Regions from separate parts of the Mus musculus genome. Here region 2 is linked to region 1. A link is a contact called in public HiChIP or PLAC-seq data. All regions are on one chromosome and are shown on one strand. The core of a region is the stretch at or near the end of the contact, and the rest is flanking DNA. Distances in the headings are between cores, read along the strand shown. Region 1 overlaps Cep170 (centrosomal protein 170). Region 2 holds the start of Sdccag8 (serologically defined colon cancer antigen 8).

The links. HiChIP or PLAC-seq counts read pairs in DNA pulled down with a chosen protein or histone mark.
Region 2: an H3K4me3 HiChIP or PLAC-seq map of neural progenitor cells shows a contact between it and region 1, with 85 read pairs. The contact joins the promoter of Sdccag8 here to the enhancer-like site in region 1. A contact is called at or near these places in 3 of 39 promoter capture datasets (the 3T3-L1 cell line, the C10 cell line and macrophages), 1 of 15 datasets of contacts at CTCF or cohesin (CD8 T cells), 1 of 484 Hi-C or Micro-C datasets (myocytes), 6 of 115 datasets of contacts at active chromatin or transcription factors (CD8 T cells, the HPC-7 cell line, the SCID.adh cell line and 3 more) and 3 of 9 other capture datasets (adipose tissue, liver and pancreatic islet).

The regions. Positions count from the first base shown.
Region 1 is chr1:176,774,348-176,777,047 of GRCm38.p6, reverse strand. It overlaps Cep170 (centrosomal protein 170), which reads left to right. Exons shown (of 20, transcript NM_001099637.2): 8 at 2,138-2,614. Among named protein-coding and RNA genes, the nearest start is that of Mir350, 3.3 kb to the right of the region's middle. Within about 2 kb of position 1,412, at least 4 of the 459 cell types and tissues checked have an H3K27ac peak or open chromatin away from gene starts, as enhancers often do. A contact at or near this core is called in neural progenitor cells, where this site is marked.
Region 2 is chr1:176,813,312-176,816,011 of GRCm38.p6, reverse strand. It overlaps Sdccag8 (serologically defined colon cancer antigen 8), which reads right to left and starts at 1,352. Exons shown (of 18, transcript NM_029756.3): 1 at 957-1,352. The coding sequence starts at 1,023. It also overlaps a transcript of Cep170 not described here.

The DNA.
Region 1 (2,700 bases), core at 163-2,662:
TCCCCGGGTATGGCAGTCTCTAGATGGTCCATCCTTTCATCTCAGCTCCAAACTTTGTCTCTGTAACTTCTTCCATGGGTGTTTGTTCCCAATTCTAAGAAGGGGCAATGTGTCCACACTTTGAGAGCTCGTGTCTCTAGCTGCATATGTATCAGAAGATGGCCTAGTCGGCCATCAGTGGAAAAAGAGGCCCGTTGGTCTTGGAAACTTTATATGCCTCAGTACAGGGGAATGCCAGGGCCAAGAAGTGGGAGTGGGTGGGTAGGGGAGTGGGGGGGGGGGCGTATGGGGAACTTTTGGGATAGCATTGAAAATGTAAATGAAGAAAATACGTAATTAAAATAAAATAAAATTTTAAATTAAAAAAAATTCCTTAAATTATTCCACTATGAATTTGAAAGGGACCACTGGTCTTGAAATAAATCTCTATCACATACTAAAATTTCCACATAATCTAACTTTAATTTTATAACTGCTATTAAAAAATTAAACCATTTGTCTTAAGTCACTATGGAATGTAATATCTATATCACTACCTTTTTAGAGAAATCTAAGAACAATTTAAGTTTTTCCTTTATTATTGAGAATCATCATTAAGTTATTGAACAATACCTTACAGTAGTGTTCCCCAGAGCCTGAGCCTCTCAGGTATGGGGATACTATGTTTTCAAGGCCAATTACCTGCTCGTGATTTTCATCTTACCTCTCTGCTTGCTGTAATAATTTCTCTGAGATACTTTGACTTTTCATTGGTAAACCCAATGGAATTAATTTTGAAAAGAATAATTTTTACTTTGTGTATTTCTATTCTTAAATATTCTTAGACTTTTTATATTTTTTTGACAGTATGAACATGGCTATCATGATTATTACTATTTTAGTAATGGAGCCTTATATCCTTTTACCTTATATATCTTATATATCATACCCCACATACTTAATGACAAGACTATTGCTCTCATTCTGTAACATAAAAGATTTTTATAATTTCATATTTAATATATAATGACATCAATTATAGCACCTAATGAATTGTACAGAGATGTAATATTTGAAGATATTTCAGAAGACTAAATACTTTGTGTAATTTTTAAAAACTGATTAAAAACAGCCTACTTTGTCTGTATTACCTTTTCTCCCCAGTAAATTGTAATTGATTTACTATGAATATGATTAAAATAAAGTTGATATTTGAGCCTTAGGCAAATTTATTTTAATCCAATTCTTTTATGATTGTAGGCTATTTTGGTAATAGATAGGCTTTTATTTTCTCAACCAAAGGATAGGTTTATCTTCACCTCCTTTCTTGTACATCTACCTTAATGCTTAAGAACAGCTTCTCACAGCTTTATGCAGTGTCTTAAGCAATGGAGGAATTGTCACAGTGCTCTGTGTTTGTCCCCCTTGCCACTCACTGGTTGCTATGCAGCTTTCACCCACGTCCTTTGGGTTTTGTACACACTCTGCTGTGCAGAGCTGTAAACTAAGTCTCTTCCAGACTTACTGGCTGACAACAGAATTTTCTGTTCTTGCATTGTTTCTTTCATACTGCTGCTTAGATGGCCATTGCTGCAAGCAAGCCACACGTTTTATCACTAACCACTTTCACCTAATAATGTGTGTCATCTCCCAAGCTTCCATAATATCAGTTTTGTCCTAGAGTGGGCTCTGAACATTATAATTGAGACTGGTAAGTGGAATTGTTAATTCCAAAGCATCGCTTATGTATTAATTTCATATCTCCATCTTCACCTGACTACCTCTTCACTATTAGAGCCCTACATTATTCACAAATGTTTCAAATAGCCCATTCGGTGACGTGTTGAGGCTATTCATGCTTTTTCTATCAAACAGTGTGTGTATATGTACAGAGCATCTCCATCCATACTTTAATTCTTTCTCACCTTGAGTTTTCCTGCTTTGCTTTTTTTTGGCATTGCTGCTGTTCACCTTGCATCTCCTGATCATAGTCAAGACCGTTCCTTGTCTGTTACATCTGTCTAACATACGAGTGCAATTCTTTTCATCCAGGCTGTTAATCTGCCTTCTGATTCTCAGAATAGTAATGGTCATTACCAATGACCCTCATGCTTCAGGCTTCCAAATATTTTGAATTCTCTCTCCTTTTCCTCATTAGGGTGCAGCACAGAGGCCAAGCACGTGGAGGGACAGTCTGCGGCTGCAAGTGAAGAAGCACTTTTTCCCTTCTGTAGGGAGCCAAGTTATTTTGAAATTCCTACAAAAGAATTCCAGCAGCCATCACAAATAGCAGAGAGCACTATTCATGAGATTCCAACAAAAGACACACCAAGTTCCCATACAGCAGGTGCAGGGCATGCTTCATTTACCATTGAATTTGATGACAGTACGCCAGGAAAAGTAACTATTAGAGACCATGTGACAAAATTCACTTCTGACCAGCGCCACAAGTCAAAGAAGGCCTCTCCAGGAACTCAAGACTTGCCAGGAATTCAGACAGGAATGATGGCACCAGAAAATAAAGTAGCTGACTGGCTAGCCCAAAACAACCCTCCTCAAATGGTGTGGGAAAGAACAGAGGAGGATTCCAAGAGCATTAAAAGTGATGTTCCTGTGTACTTGAAAAGGTTGAAAGGTAAAGTGATCTTCAGAGATTCCTATTGTATCATAAGTTACCAGACAGACTACTGTTACTTAATTATACACTGGAAAATATCTTTT
Region 2 (2,700 bases), core at 103-2,602, 39 kb before region 1:
AAGCATTCTAATACTAAGCCACATTCCCAGCCCCTAGCACACATTTCTTGCTACAGATTTCTTAACTTCTGAAAATAAATCAGTCTTATGTTCATTATTCTTTTGGTTAACTTGTTCTCCATAATAATCATGTTGTAGTTGACACCACGAATTCACTATAACAAAGTCTCAAGTTTCCGGAGATTTCACATGTGGTCAAAAGAACAGAGCTAGCTAGCTATGAGTATGGAGAGCACTTTGCCAGATAATTATTCTTCTGGTTCTTTGCTCAGAAAACTTGAATTAACTAAGCTAGGCTTCGATTATAGTAATTATTACTTGATTAATAAGAAAGGCATAGGCTTTGAAGGTGGATAGGCCTGAATTCTGTACATGCCTTTGCCGCTACCAACCAGCTGTGTGAGTTTTGGCTTTGGTTTCCTGACCAGTAAAATGGAGTCATTAGTGAGATAAAGTTTTAAATACTTTGCTATATGAAAATAATGTAGATCAGTAGATATTGTATTATTTCAAATAACTATTAGTGTTTTCTTTCTGGACTTATACGTCAGATTTGCTATACTACACCAGAATTTGCATGTGTAAGAAATATAAATAAGGAATTTATTGAATTAAACAGCAACAGTATGGCAACAGGGTAAAAGTGGCATGGAGCTGCCCATGAGTTTGTGCTGGCACTGGTTGATAAGACACTTAAATCAAGATGTAGGTTCCTTGTTGGGTCAGGTAACCAACCACAAGGATAAGGATAATGCTGCTTAATCCTAAAAACAAAACTAAAAGATTTCATCCATAAGGTCAGAGCAACATCGGTCGTCTTCCTCCACAGCCTGGCTAGTGCTCAAGGAAAGTCTCTGGAAAAAACAAAACAAAACAAAAACAAAAAAACAAAAAACAACCCACTATTGCCCGTGGTACCTAAGAGCTACTAGGCACTGAGATTCGGAGCAACTCACCCCGGAGACTCCGTTGGTATTGCCCCAGACTGTCCTCCAGGGTAGAGTTCCCTGGGGACTTCGCCATGGGGTCAGAGATGGGAGTTATGCGGGAAAGTATCCAGTGCACCCCTCCGAGGACAGGCCTAGCGCTGGGGATGAGGGGATGCCTGCCTGCTTCCTGTCGCTGCTGTCACTAGGGAACCAGGAACCCCGGACCGAGCTCCTAGGGGCTCTTCCTACCCCCTGGCCCTCATGGTGAACGTCGGGAATTGTAGTTCTCAGGCTTAAAGCCTGCAGCCTCGAGAGTCCTATGAGCCTTCCAGCTATACTACGCTTCCCAGAGGGCTATGCGCTCGGAGCGCCACTCCGACAGTTTAGCGGCCTGAGGCTGTTGCCAAGAGACGGGTTGGCGCGCCGCGCCCTTTCCCTTTTGCATCGCTTGGATTAGTCCCGCTGTCCTGCCATCCTCAGCCAGCTGGATAGACTCGCTGACAGAACCGGCCCGGTGAAGGACTTAAGACTCTTCAAAACGGGCCGGTGTGGAGTTGATCCCTGAGCCCTCGCAAGCATTCACTGCAAACTCGGTTTTAGTTAGGAGTTCTGTCAAAACTGTTTTTCTCTAGAAAATGAAGTGTAAATCTTCCAAACAGCCAAACTGTGAAAGTGACGGACACTGCAACTCCTAGCCTGCTCAGAGCCCCGCCCTCCGCGTGGAGTTGGCGCGCTGCCCGCTGGGAATCGTAGTCCTGGTTGGTTGCGGTCCCACTCCAGCCAAGCGGCTCTTTATTGTTCAAGACTGTCTTGAGGGCACGCCTGCGCAGTGGGCAGCTGCGAGAGCGTGTGGGTGAGACCCTCTGCAAAGCCCCCTTTCATTGTCTGGGTCTGGCGCCTGCGCAGTGAGGCATCGCTGGGCCCTGGCTGGAGGAGGGAGAGGACCTGGCTCGCTGCCCTTTGCGAGGCGCCTGCGCACTGAGCTGCCGTTCGCTGCCGTTCCCGCTATGTGTGGGGCGTGTGTGGAATAACGTTATTGCCCAGCGGAACCGAGGGGCCCCCAGCTCCACGGCGGCGGCGACGACGACGACGACAACGGCGAGGGGGTGGGGGGAGGACAGCGTGGCAGAGACAGACGGGACGCGCCGCGCCCCGCCTCCCGGTCCGGTCCCTCTCTGCGGTGAGGGGTAAGTGATGCGCTCGGGGTCGGCATGGCCCGGGATTCTGCACATCCATAGCTCCGGCGGCCGGGGCCGGGGCCTGGGCGCGGCCCGCGGCGGGATGGAGTGCGGGCCTGGAGGGCGAGGGGCGCCACCGGGACGCCCCGCGCGGCCGCCGCCCTCCCGTCCCCTCCCTCCCCTCCCCCATGGGCTGCGGCCGGCTGCACAGGGCCGGCTTCCCTTCAGTGCGCCCGGTCCTCTTCTGTTCACTCCCGCTTTGTGTAGCCGCCGCCTGAGCTGCCTGGGAACGCTGCGGGCGGAGCGTCTAAGGAATGGCTGCGCTGCCGCTGGGCAAGGGAGTTTTCCAGGGCGCCCATCCCTTTTGTAGGGTTGGTTTCGGGGTGTGAGGAGGGTGGCGGCGGTGAGGAGGGGGTGACGGACGACTAGCCTTCAGATGGCGTTGGGAGGGCGTGGAAGACGTGCTGTCACGCAGGCTGCCGGGCGACAGCACACCACGTAGCCTCCAGCTCGGTAGTAAACCCACGGGAGGAGCGAGTGGCTTCCTGTGGGCTTCATTGTCCCAAGATTCAGTTGTTGGGTTTGGGTCTAGT